Linked DNA regions of Mus musculus: region 1 is linked to region 2. The links are chromatin contacts, called in public HiChIP or PLAC-seq maps. All regions are on one chromosome and are shown on one strand. Each heading gives the region's core, a stretch centred on a gene start, on an enhancer-like site or on the middle of the called end of the contact. The rest is flanking DNA. Distances are from core to core; before and after follow the strand shown. Region 1 holds the start of Srp9 (signal recognition particle 9). Region 2 overlaps Enah (ENAH actin regulator).

Region 1 (6,153 bases), core at 3,201-5,700, 130 kb before region 2:
AACGAGTCCCTGGCTCTGTTTGTCATCATTTACAGAGCAAAGCATGGTAGTATATGTTGATAATAGCACTCTGAGTTCGAGGCCGGCCTGGTCTACTACATACTGAGTTCATGGACAGCCAGGAAAACAGACAGAACCTGTCCCAAAAACAAAGACTCTATATAATCATTTGCTTCTTCCCATGAGAAGGAAACCTACTCAGTTTGTCTTGTTTCTCTGGCCAGGTCTGAAGAAGGTCTACTGAGCCACAGCTGACACACTGTCTTCATGGAGCAAGTTCGTTATTTGTTGAGTCTAAAAGAAGAACTTTAGAACCAAGTTCTTCCATGTGGGACGCATGCACCTAGTAGGTCATCTGCAGACTCTACATGAACAACCTCAAACAAGTAGTCAACTCAAATCCCCCGACCCAACAAGTAAAAGTGTATACTTACAACTAGATCATCCGTTACTTTGATACACAAATTCCCATCAACATGCCTGTATTTGAGAACCACCCGTACCTGCAATAAAAATACTTATTTAAAAGCAGCAACAGACAGAGGGCACTGGTGGCACACACCTTTAATCCCAGCAGAGGCAGGCCTGAGTTTGAGGCCAGCCTGGTCTAGAGTGAATTCCAGGATAGCTACTAGGGCTAGACAGAGAAACCCTGTCTCAGAAAAACAAAAACAAAAACAAAACCAACACCCCCCAACAAAACAAAGCAAAACAAAAACAAACACCAAGAATCACCAGCCTTTCCCTGCTCCCTACACTTCCCAAAGCCCCACAAACTTAAAGTTAGTTCAGTGTGGCAACCTGAAGGATTTTAACTGTTAGATAAAAAATACTGTTACAGTTCAAAATAAGCATCCATTTCAATAGAGTCACAGAGACAAAAAGGTCAAGGTTCCTGTCTAGTTAAGAACTTTTAATTCAACAACCAAAATAATCAATACAAAACAGAGTGAATTAAAATAAAGGTCCTAGAAAGGCAGCCTCTTATTCGGGAAATGGAGATGATCCTGGAACCCCAGGAGGCATGGAGGACCTGGGGCCAGGAGTAAGAGGTGGAGGCAGTGATCTGGCAGCCGTGGGGGCTGTGATCAGACGAGGCCAGGGAGCTCTTGGAGGCAAAGCCAAGACAAGGAGTGGGTCCCCGTCACCAAGGTAAGGACATGAGGACCAAGTCGTGGAGCTCCCAGACTACTCATCTTCCCTGAGCACATCCCTCCCTCAAGGGAGGTTCTAAAACCCTGCTCATACAGAAACAGACGCTTGGCGGCCGGTGGACAGGTTCAAGGCTTTTGACACTACTGGGAACTACAATGGTCATGTTGGTCTTGGTGTTCCATGCTCCAAGGAGGAACCCACAGCCATCTAGGGGCCGCCATCTTGGCCAAGCTCTCCATTGTCCCTATTTGGAGAGGCTACTGGGGAACAAGACTAGCAAGCCCCACAATGTCCCATGCAAGGTGACAGGCCACTGTGGCTCTGTGCTGGTGCATCTTATTTCTGCCCCCAGAAGCACTGGCATTGTCTCTGCTCCTGTGCCCAAAAAACTACTAATGATGGCCAATATTGATAAGTGCCATTAATCAGCCAGGGGCTGCACTGCCACCCTGGATAACACTGCCAAGGCCACCAGTGGTGCAACCTCCAAGACCTACAGCTACCTGACCCCTGACCTCTGGAAAGAAACTTTGTTATTCAAGTCTCTTTATCAGGAATTCACTGGCCACCTTGTGAAAACCCACACTGGAGTATCTGTTCAGAGGACCCAGGTTCCATCTGTGGCTATCATATGAGGGTTTTTATACAAGAAAAATAAAGTGAATTAAGTCTATTTAAAAAAAAAAAGTCCTATAAAGAAAAATACTGGTAAAAGTGCTAAAGGAAAAAGAGGCCAAGAACCACTTTTCTTGGGATGTGGCTTTGAAAATACATGTTTTGTTTTCATATAGAGAAGGCTGAAGAAAGTATAAGCACTCTGAACAAAGAGCTGATGTATCTATGGCTTCACCAAGTCTGAAGCCAGAATGACTGAATCAAGACAGTGCGACTGGGAGTCAGGACTTCATTCAGTAATCAATGAAGAACTGGTTTTAAGCAGAGGACACGGCAGTGTCGGTATTCTCAGACCACGGTAGCAGAAACGTAAGGGAGGGACTAAAAGGAAGACAGAGCAACCACGGGCTCTTTCAGCTCACCAGCAACAGCATTTCAGTTCAAGCCATAAAGGGAAGAGTAAAGGGTGAAAAGGTACATTGGTTCCACACTGAATGTGCTGGGTACAGAAAGCAGAATTCCCGCACACAAATCCTAGAGACCAACAAACTGTCTTCGTTAGCCCTACGAGGACCAGAATGGACTGGAGTTCAGATCCAGGGTTTATACTTAAGTTTGGAGGCCACAAGGATTTTCTCCTGGACAGATCTGGCCAGCTCCTCCTCTGTGTCTCCTTCTCATCACAACTCCCTGACACTTCTACTTTCACTGGCCCCGCAACTACATCTTCAAATAGTCACTCAATGTGTGCTGGTGTATCTACAGTCTCTTTACTAAATGCAGACACTGTATACTGTTGTCAGTATCAGGCCCTTCTGGACAAACCTTATACCACCTTACAGCACACTGCCCAACTGAGGAAATGAACCACATGAAAGTACATACAAGAAGCCACCACTGTCACAAACTACACAATTTCAAAAATACCTAATCTACCTAGCCATTTATTATCACTTTAATAAGATCATTAGTTTTAAATGTTGCCTTAAAAAGGGAGCCTGCAGCCGGGTGTGGTGGCACACGCCTTTAATCCCAGCACTCGGGAGGCAGAGGCAGGCGGATCTCTGAGTTCCTGAGAAATAAAAAGAAGGGCCGGGGGAGCTAACACCCAGAGTTCAAGATCACTCTCATCTCCACAGGACATTAATGAGGCCCATCTAGGACGCATGAGAAGATAGGAGCTTAAAAATACACAAGGATGGTTCCGAATGTTCTACTGTCTACTCTGGTCTTCCTGTGGTTCTAATGCAGGTAGACACAGATTTGGCTCCCAGCACCCACAAGGTGGCTCACACCCATGCCTAACTCCATTTCCCGGGGATTCAATGCCCTCTTCTGACCCCAGCAGGGCAGGCACCCCATGTGCACAAGCAAACACTGACATACGTAAGAATTAATGGACTGACCTTCTTAAAAGATGCTTCCTGTGGGCTTGGAGAGATGGCTTAGCTGCTAAAGGCTATGCTCACAACCAAAAGTAAAAGATGCTCCCTGTAAAATCCTGTAGTAAGTACTGCCACCGCAAGCTGCCAGTACCAATATATTTTTGATTTTTACTTACATGTGTGTGTCTGTGTGTGTACATGTTAGTGTGAGAGATGTGTGGTCAGAGGGCAAATTTAAGGAGTAGATTCCCTCTTTCCATCCTTAAGTGAGTTCTGCATGCTGAGTGTCTCTGCAGTCTCATTATGATACACACACACACACACAGAGTTCGTGTTATGCACTGAGCCCGGGTTCTTGAGATTGTTAGCTGCTCATCGGTTTTTTTGTTTTTGTTTTCTTTTTCCTTAACGTGTATATTCATAAAACATGCGTCTACCATACCTTCAACAATCCTTTAAGGAATGATGAAGCTGACCTTTGTGTCCCCCTCCCGGAACTTGTTCTGAACTGCTGAGATGGGACTGGGTAGTTTGCTTTGGGGAATGAAACCGCTTGCAAACATTTATGTCTAACGTGAGAGTGCAAACAGTCTCCATGTTTCAACTGGTCCAGGAAAAGACTAAAAATCCCCACTATCCAAAAAAAAAAAAAAAAAAGTAGAGCAGGTGCTTCCTAACTGGGACGTACAGTAGCACCATTTTATAAGCTGGTACTCTCGGGTCTGGGTAGGAAAGGAAAGGGGCACTAAACTAAGCGACGGACAGGAAAGCGACGGTGCAGGGGGAGGAGCCCACTCAGCGACACGTAAACCAACCAGATCCCGAGCGGAAGTTAGGAGCTCCCCCGGGTGCAGGCCGCTGTGGGGTCCGGCGCTGCGGAAACCGCCCTGCCTGTAGCTGCTGGGGTCGCCTCGCTGGGTCACTGGGTCTCCGGGTCAGTCGGAAGCAGACGAAGGGACAGTGGCACCGGGTGGGCCGACTGTTTCCTGGGCGTGCTCAGGCCGCGCCAAGGGTAGAGAAGCCCCGGGCCCCAGGGCGGTCCCTGCAGCGACTCACCTTCATGGGGTCCGCCAGGTAGAGCTTCTCGGCCGCCCGGCTGAACTCCTCCCAGGTCTGGAACTGAGGCATCGTGGCTTCAGGCAGCGAGGAACAAGGCCGCGAAGCGAGTCACGGCGCTGTCGCCCCGGCGGCCCGCCGCTCTCCCGCAACCGCCCACAGCGCTGCACTCCGGCGGCGCAAAGACGGAGGCTCACGAGCGCTCACGCCATTGGCCAGCCTCGGCCGCGCGCCTGTCCAATGGGCAGGAGGCGTGATGTCGGGGGGCGGGGCCTCCGCTCTGAGAGGTCGGGAGAGGAGAGGGCGGCTGCCACAGCGCCGCCTGCAGGGCTGGAGGGGATAGTGCCTGTGCTGCCTTTCCAAAGACTAAGGAGCTCTGTGACCTGGTACCCAAGTCACAGTCGTGGTGATGACAAGGCGCAGCTGTCACACTCAAAGCCTAATCAAGGAGTTGGGGAGACATAACGGACGCGCAACCAAAAACTTTCTGTGGTAGACTTTTGTATCGGGTCAGTGGAACAAAAAGGAGCAAGGCTCCCAGAGGTGAGACAAACTGAATAGGGAGTAGAGAAGGGCGAGACCTCTAGGCACATTTAAGATCTGCAGTGTACGTGTACTTAAGAGGAACAGTAGTGTTCAAGGGAATGGAGGAAGAGAAGAAGCACAGAGAGAAGGAAGCTACACTGTGGCATCTGCTAGGATACGAAATTTGAGTCTTTCCCTCAGGCAGAGTGTGACACAGGACAGCTTTTAAAAGAAATTTTATTGGGGTATATAGTTTATGTGTGCAGTAAACATCGGCTTTGAGAATATACGATCATGGATTCTGAAAAAAATACATATACACACACGTCACACAGCCACAGAGCATATACCTACTTGCCTAATGTCATAATCAATATATGGGGGTATTTTTCACCTCTAGAAATTTCTTCATGCCTCCTTGTAATTCATTTCCTCTGTCTTCACTCCTGGCCCCACGAATGTTTACTCTTACTAAAAATTACATCCCCCTGTCCATTGAGCTGCTTTTTCCCCCTTCCCTTCTCCATCTTGCTCTGCCCCTCCTCAATCCGGGCCCAAAGGTTTGTTGTTGTTGTTGCTGTTGTTGTTTTTATTTTTTGTTTCTCATTACAGATGGTTGTGAGCCACCATGTGGTTGCTGGGATTTGAACTCATTCATGACCTCTGGAAGAGCAGTCAGTGCTCTTAACCCTGAGCCCTCTCACCAGCCCCCATTGATCAGCTTTAAACAGTTTTGTTGGGTTTTTTGTTTTGTTTTGTCTTGTATTGTTTTGGGTTTTCAGTGCTAAGGATTGTGCATTCTAGACAAGGTCTCTGCCACTGAACTTAGCCACATTCTCCTCCCCATCTTGCCTTCCTCTTCCCTATCTTTTTCTTTTCTTTTTCTTTCTTTCTTCTTTGTTTGTTTGTTTGTTTGTTTGTTTTTCAAGACAGGGTTTTTCTGTGTATCCCTGGCTGTCCTGGAACTCTCTCTGTAGACCAGGCTGGCCTTGAACTCAGAAATCCGCCTGCCTCTGCCTCCCAAGTGCTGGGATTAAAGGCGTGCGCCACCCCTGCCCGACTTCTTTTCTTTTTCCTTCTTTCTCTTTCTTTTTCTTTCTTTCATTTTTTCTCTTTTCTTTCCTTTCATTCATTTTCTTTCTCTTTTCTTCCTTCTTTCCTTCCTTCCTTTTTTTCTTTTGCTCTTTCTTTTTCTTTTTTTATGTCATGAGTTTGCGGAAAGTCCCAGCTATTTAGTCCAAGGCCAAACTGGGCTACTTAGAAATAAACAAGCAGGGCTGGAGAGATGCCTCAGCAGTTAAGAGCACCGACTACTCTTCCAAAGGTCCTGAGTTCAAATCCCAGCAACCACATGGTGCCTTACAACCACCTGTAATTAGATCCGATGCCCTCCTCCGGTGTGTCTCAAGACAGCAAC
Region 2 (6,577 bases), core at 4,062-6,561:
GAAGTGCCATGTACTTTCTATAAGTTATTTCTTCTAGTTCCTTAAGCCAATATATAGGGCACTCTTGCATTGGAGCACATAGTTCAGTGGTAGAACCTTGTTTGAAACACAACTTTGAGCTGGGCGTGGTGGCGCACGCCTTTAAACCCAGCACTCGGGAGGCAGAGGCAGGTGGATTTCTTATTTCAAGGCCAGCCTGGTCTACAGAGTGAGTTCCAGGACAGCCAGGGCTACACAGAGAAACCCTGTCTCGAAAAACCAAACCAAACCAAAACAAACAAACAAACAAAAAAAAAAAACCCACAACTTTGGCTTATTTCCAAGCTTACATATTTTTTTCTTGAAGACTTTTTAAATTATTTGAAGAACTTGATACTTGAGGCTTGAAGGGGTTCAGGTACAGGGTTAATTCAGAGACTCTGAACCAGTGTATATAAAGTTGTATCTACATTCTGTATAACAGCCTTCATTTGTAATAAGCATCAAGAACAAGTGGATATTTTTTGTGATGTATAGATTGATTTATAAGCTGATAAATTCAAAGTGCTCCTAAATAATTTCCTTAGCTAACACATTGTTGTAAGTGGACTAGCTATATTATGAAGTTAAGGTGTTTTTTGGAAATGTGGGAAAACATTTAAAAAAACTTTTTTTTCCTGTGTGTTAAATCTGTCACACATTGGGACATTTAATATTCTCACGATAAGTAAAACACAACACAGTGAAGGTATTTAAAGATACCATAGGAATAACTGCAGACTTTAATCTTTTTTGTTTTTGTTTTTGTTTTTTAAAAGATTTTATTAATTTTATGACTACACTGATGCTGTCTTCAGATGCACCAGAAGAGGTCATTGGATCCCATTACAGATGGTTGTGAGCCACCATGTGGTTGCTGGGAATTGAACTCAGGACCTCTGGAAAAGCAATCAGTGCTCTTAGCCACTGAGCCATCTTTCCAGCCCCTTAATCTTTGTTCTTTAGGTAGAGAGTTTTGTTTGAGAAGTTCTCTGCAATGATATGAGTTTACCTATAGACACAGTTCATTGAAATAATTCAGATCCCAAGAGAATTTAAAAAGAGTACTTACCTATAGTAAGTACTTTCTAGTAATTATAATTTTTAAACAGCTGAAAGTATCTGTTACTATTAAGTTATGAAACAAGAGTCATTTGTGCACACCCAGGCATTATCACTGCTTATCTCAAAAACTAAGTGGGCCTGGGCAGATGGCTAAGCAGTTAAGAGGGGAGCCAGGAAACCCATTACACACAAGGCAGCTCACACCTTCTGTAACTCCAGTGTTAGAGGATCCTACTGTCCTTTTTTTGTCCTTAGTGGAAACTATATCACAGTTGGTGTACAGATATACATGCAGGCAAAACCACAATGCACACAAAATAAAACCAGAACTGCCTTACAGATGAAGTTTTCAAATGAAAGTTTGGTTCCAAAATGAGCTTAGGTAGTTTTGTTTTGTTTTGTTTTTGTTTTGCTATAAATAAGAGAAACAATGAGAACAGAGAAACATTGTGAGTAAAGGCATAACAATACTTCGGAGTTCTAAGTAATCTAGATTAATATTTACCATTTTGTAGTTTGAGAAGTATAAATTTTTTATATAATTAGACTTAAGTTGGTAGCATACATAAATATATTTTTTGCATGCTTTCTTAACCTCGCTGGAGTTGTTAATTGTGGCTTGGCAAATGAAGAAAGGGAGTCTTGTACAGTTTTCAGGCTGCAGAATCTTGTCGCTATGCCACAAACACTGTCAGTCAGTATTGGGTATAGTAAATTGGGATTCTCTGTCCCATTTTACAGCATGCTCATTTTGTAAGTGGTTTAGGGCTATTTTGTAAGTTTTTATTTTAAAAATGGACATTTAAAGATTTTTGTTGCTATTCATAATTGGTTGTATTTAAGGTTCGCAGAGTTTCTGCACGTAGGAGACACTAAAATGCTTGTGCTCGAAAGAGTTTATAGAACTGTTTCCAAGTTGTTTCAGGTTAGGACAGTGTATTTTAGGCTTGTTGCTGAAAAAAATAGTACCAACTTCCAGGATAGATTTTTGCTTGAGAATTCAAGTTAAATACTCGGAATGTCAGGACTTTATGGTAGTGCAGCATGTTTACTTTTGAAAATTAAGAAACTGATAAAAAAGCTTAACATTTTTAATTGTAAATGATTTTTTAATATGGGAATCTTGAACTTAAATCTTATAGAATATAATTTATTTTCTAGTAGGAAAAATTAAAATGTAATTGACATGGGTGATGGGTAAAATTTTTATGTTGTGGTAAAATACATACACGATAATATTTACAATTTAAACCACTTTTTTTTAAAAGATTTATTTATTAATATATGTAAGTACACTGTAGCTGTCTTCAGACACTCCAGAAGAGGGAGTCAGATCTTGTTGCGGATGGTTGTGAGCCACCATGTGGTTGCCGGGATTTGAACTCTGGATCTTCGGAAGAGCAGTCGGGTGCTCTTACCCACTGAGCCATCTCACCAGCCCCTTAAACCACTTTTAACATGTATAATTCACTGTCATTAAGTAGCTGCATATATGTGGTGCAAACCATTCATCACCTTTATGGTTTCCGACTGACACTGCTCAGGCTGTCTTCTTAGTCCTTTAGTTAACTCATACAATGTTAAGTCTTTATAAAACTGCACATATAATGGAGTTAATGTAATGTATGCACTCTGTGGTATGTACCGCTGTTCCAGATCAAAAAGACTAAGGCACAGAGTAATATAAAATAGCAATTAATGGGGCTGGTGAGATGGCTTAGCGGTTAAGAACACTGACTGCTCTTCCAGAGATCCTGAGTTCAATTCCCAGCAACCACATGGTGGCTCACAACCATCTGTAATGGGATCTGATGCCCTCTTCTGATGTGTCTGAAGACAGTGACATTGTACTCACATACATAAAATATATAAATCTTAAGCTTGGGGAAGTAGTGGGTTCAGAGAGTGCAGGGCTGGAGCAAGAGAAGGAAAAAAAGCAATGAACAGAGCAGTGCTTGCTCTCGATGTGCTCTCAGCCACTGTGCTATGTTGCCTTCTGTTGAAAGAGCAAGGATTTTGCTTTTTGTTTGTTTGTTTGTTTTGTTTGTTTGTTTTTTTTAAACAAAAGGCTTTCTGTAGCTTTTTCAGGTTTCTATTTACCGTACTTTGCTGTTGAGATTGGTTGTAAATCACTGCTATGTGTGTGTATGCGTATGCTATATATAGCGCACATATATGCTATAGGTAGCATATATAGTGCATATATATGTATATATACATATTATTACATTTGTGCTTTTTTCTCCAGCCAGGATCTCATAATGGTAACCAACCTAAAACTCTGTGGCCCAGGCTGTCTTTGACTTCATAGTCCTCATGTTACAGGTTTACCAGTTATTGTGAATTCTAATGCAGTGCTGTCCAAAGCTACAGACAGCTTTCATTGGGTCTTATACTGGTATTTTCTACATTCCTGTTATTATCCATGGGCGATTTGTAGTTAACTGTAGTGTTGTTAATCTGGAAAATAGACACTAGGTGTGGGGAAAAGCAGAAAAGCATTGCTAAGGCAGATCTTCACGCTGAGAAGTGGACTCGTGCAGGTTCGTCTTTCCTTCTGCTTTGTATTATGCGAGCACTATATTTCCATTTCCACTCCCCCTTCTTTTTTTCCCCCCTTGGGACAAGGTCCCTTTGTGTAACACAATCTGCCCTTGAATTTGCAGTCCTTCTGTAGCAGCCTTCCCCTGGCTCCTGGGATTGCAGGGTGAGCTGCCAGGCCCTGCTGCTGTTCCTTCAGGAGTTTACCTTTCTCCCTTTGATTCTCACCCTTTCAGTATTATGATAGATTTTCTACTTGAAAGCCCAGAATCTTTTCATATTAATTTTTTTATTTGAACATATTTGTTTCTCTGTTTTTTCTCTCCCTCCTTCGCTCTTGTGTCCTGTAACTCACTGTGTAAACCAGGTTAGCCTCGAACTCACAGAGTTCTGCCTGCTTCTGTCTCCCTAGTGGTAGGAGTAAGGGCACGCACCACTGCACTCAGCAAAACTCAAGACTCTTGCTCTTCTGGATTTATAAGTCTTCTCATGTTGCTCACCTGTCCCCCAATAGGGTTTCTCTGTGTAGTCTTGGCCGTCCTGGATCTTGCTGTATAGACCAGACTGGCCTCGAACTAACAGAGATCCAATTAAAGACAACCTTATGTTGTGATTTATGTACAGGTGATTATGAATGCATGCATTTTGCTTTGATCATTTGGTATGTTTTCCCCTTTTTATGCTTTTAGGAAATTATTAGATGAATGTTTCATTGTAAATTACCTATTTCCTTCTAAGTGGCTATTTACATAGTGTAGAGTGGTTTTGTATAATGAATAATGTTTTCCTGAACCCAAAGGGTTTTTTCCTTAATTGTAGACTATGTCCTTAAGATAGAATTCCAGAAATAGTATTAGATCCCTTAAGAAATAGAAACAGTTTTAAAAGCTCTTGAATCATATTGCCAAAATGCTTTCTAAAAGTGTTGTGCCAGTTTTTATGCCAGCCAGCAAATACACAGAGTGTCCACGGCTTCACAGCCGGCAGCAGCAGGGAATGTTTTGATGTTGACCTTTAAATTGAAGAATAATTAACTCTGGGTTCTGCTGAGCTTTCTTTCCTCCTACATTATACTTAGAGTCTGTTTGGTTGTGGTCAGGTTAGTGAGAAGGAAGACTTAGCTTACTAGTCTCTGCTCTTTAAACTGCTCATGTTCTACTAGGATGCAGTCGTTGCTGTGTGAAGACATCTATTGAAACTCAAGCGTTTTGGTAATGGGTGGTGGCAAACAGATGCGTTGTAGCATCTGAGACTGATTCAGTTGCTCCCTGAAGTATGGATAGATTACCCCCATGAGTGGAAGGAAAGTCATTACAAAGCACACCTACGAAAAGTTGGTCATAACAGTGACCCAGGTTTTCATCAGCTGTTTGACAGCATTCCCCTTCGGCGACTTAAGTGACTTCTGGTTTTAAGTGACTTAAGCTCTTTTGGTTCTCTCCTCTCTCATTAGCTGATGTCTTGGTCTTCCTCCCCAGTACAGCTTTTTTCTTCTCAGTGATACTCAGCTCTGGGTGGGTAGAGCTTGGGTGCTGCTGATTCACAGTTCAGATTTGTTTGGTTCTGTTGGTTGGTTGACACAGGTTCTCACTCCATTGCATATGCTGCCACGAAACTCACAAAGCAGCCTGGTGCTTTCAGTCTTGAAGCAGCCCTCACAGGTATGGTAGGCATGCACCCCCACGAGCAATTAGTCAGAAATGGGATTGCAACATTCCTTTTCTTTAAAAGAAGAAAAGACTGGATGTGTGTATATGTGTGGGTTTGTTTTTGTTTTTTTAGAGGAAAGGATCATGCTATGTATTCTAGGTTGGCCCGAAGCTAAGCATAGACCAGGTTAGCCTCTAAATGCTGATTCTTCTTCCCCACGTATAGGTAAGCATTGCAGTGCCTTCATTTTAAGACATTTAAAAAAAACAAAACAAAACAAAAAACCCAGAACATTTGTAAGAGACTATCTCCTTCTGAGATCTCTGTTCACCTTTTTATTTATTTGTTTGAAATTCTGTATAATGAGTACTGTTTTAGGTGTGTAAAGAAAATTAGAGGCTGAGACAGGAATCGGTTTAAGAAAATTAATTTCCTGCTTTGTATTTGTCATATGTCAATCACGTGATTGTGCCTTGGCTTTTTAAATTTAAACGTTTGTTCCTTAAGACATGAAAATCTATTTTTAAAATCAGCTTCTTGTGGGGCTGGAGAGATGGCTCAGAGGGTAAGAACACTGGTTGATCTTCCAAAGGACCTGGGTTCAATTTAGAGCATCCACACGGCAGCTCACAGCTCATAAGGGTCCAACACACACCTGGTGTGTAGACTCACATGTAGGCAGAACAGCTTTCACATAAAAGGTTAAAAACATTTTTTTTTTTTAAATCAGCTACTTGCTCAGCTCTTAGATGTTTCTCTTTCATGTGCTTTTCAAGAATGGGTTCTGCATAAGGAAGAGAGGAATTTGCAGAGTTCCACATTTACAATACTGAGTATAGTGCTTCACCGGCAACTGTCAAGTGAAGGAAGGGCCCATTAAGTATGCTCGATTAGGTTAGGTAGGCATCTTAGTTTCCCCACTACATAGAGACAATGTCCAGCTGGCCCAGGAAGAATGCACCCAGTGACAGCTACCAAAAGTGTCAAAAATTTGAAGTATTTCTTAGAGACCTTTGTCTTGGCTCTTTGAGGTTCAGTTGTTGAGGAACTTAGCCATTCTTTTCATTGTGTAGGGCAGAGTCATCCAACCTGTCCTAAATTGAGTATATATTTTATTGCAGGTTTTCAAAGATTGGAAAGGGTTATCTCTACTATTAGGGAGCCTGTCATTTGTTTATTTGACACGAACAGACCTCCATAAAACAAGATAAGGCTATTGCTATAAGTAGTGGGGTTTTTTTGTTTTTGTTTTTGTTTTTTTCTGTGAGAAAACCAAGGGGCATGGAAAAGTACCAGGCTTGTG

What was found. HiChIP or PLAC-seq counts read pairs in DNA pulled down with a chosen protein or histone mark.
Region 1: an H3K27ac HiChIP or PLAC-seq map of stem cell-derived neural progenitor cells shows a contact between it and region 2. The contact joins the promoter of Srp9 here to the enhancer-like site in region 2. A contact is called at or near these places in 1 of 39 promoter capture datasets (embryonic stem cells), 4 of 15 datasets of contacts at CTCF or cohesin (embryonic stem cells and large pre-B cells), 41 of 484 Hi-C or Micro-C datasets (CD8 T cells, ECoMG myeloid progenitors, the G1E-ER4 cell line and 12 more), 9 of 115 datasets of contacts at active chromatin or transcription factors (embryonic limb bud, embryonic stem cells, neural progenitor cells and 2 more) and 3 of 9 other capture datasets (adipose tissue, embryonic stem cells and pancreatic islet).

The regions. Positions count from the first base shown.
Region 1 is chr1:182,123,034-182,129,186 of GRCm38.p6, reverse strand. Srp9 (signal recognition particle 9) reads right to left here and starts at 4,450. Exons shown (of 3, transcript NM_012058.3): 1 at 4,212-4,450; 2 at 435-503. The coding sequence starts at 4,283. Gm33725 (a long non-coding RNA gene) reads left to right here and starts at 4,421. Exons shown (of 3, transcript XR_373761.4): 1 at 4,421-4,754. It also overlaps the pseudogene Gm17968.
Region 2 is chr1:181,996,020-182,002,596 of GRCm38.p6, reverse strand. The region is part of intron 1 of Enah (ENAH actin regulator); the gene reads left to right. Among named protein-coding and RNA genes, the nearest start is that of Enah, 21 kb to the left of the region's middle. Within about 2 kb of position 5,311, at least 28 of the 459 cell types and tissues checked have an H3K27ac peak or open chromatin away from gene starts, as enhancers often do. A contact at or near this core is called in neural progenitor cells, stem cell-derived neural progenitor cells and trophoblast stem cells, where this site is marked.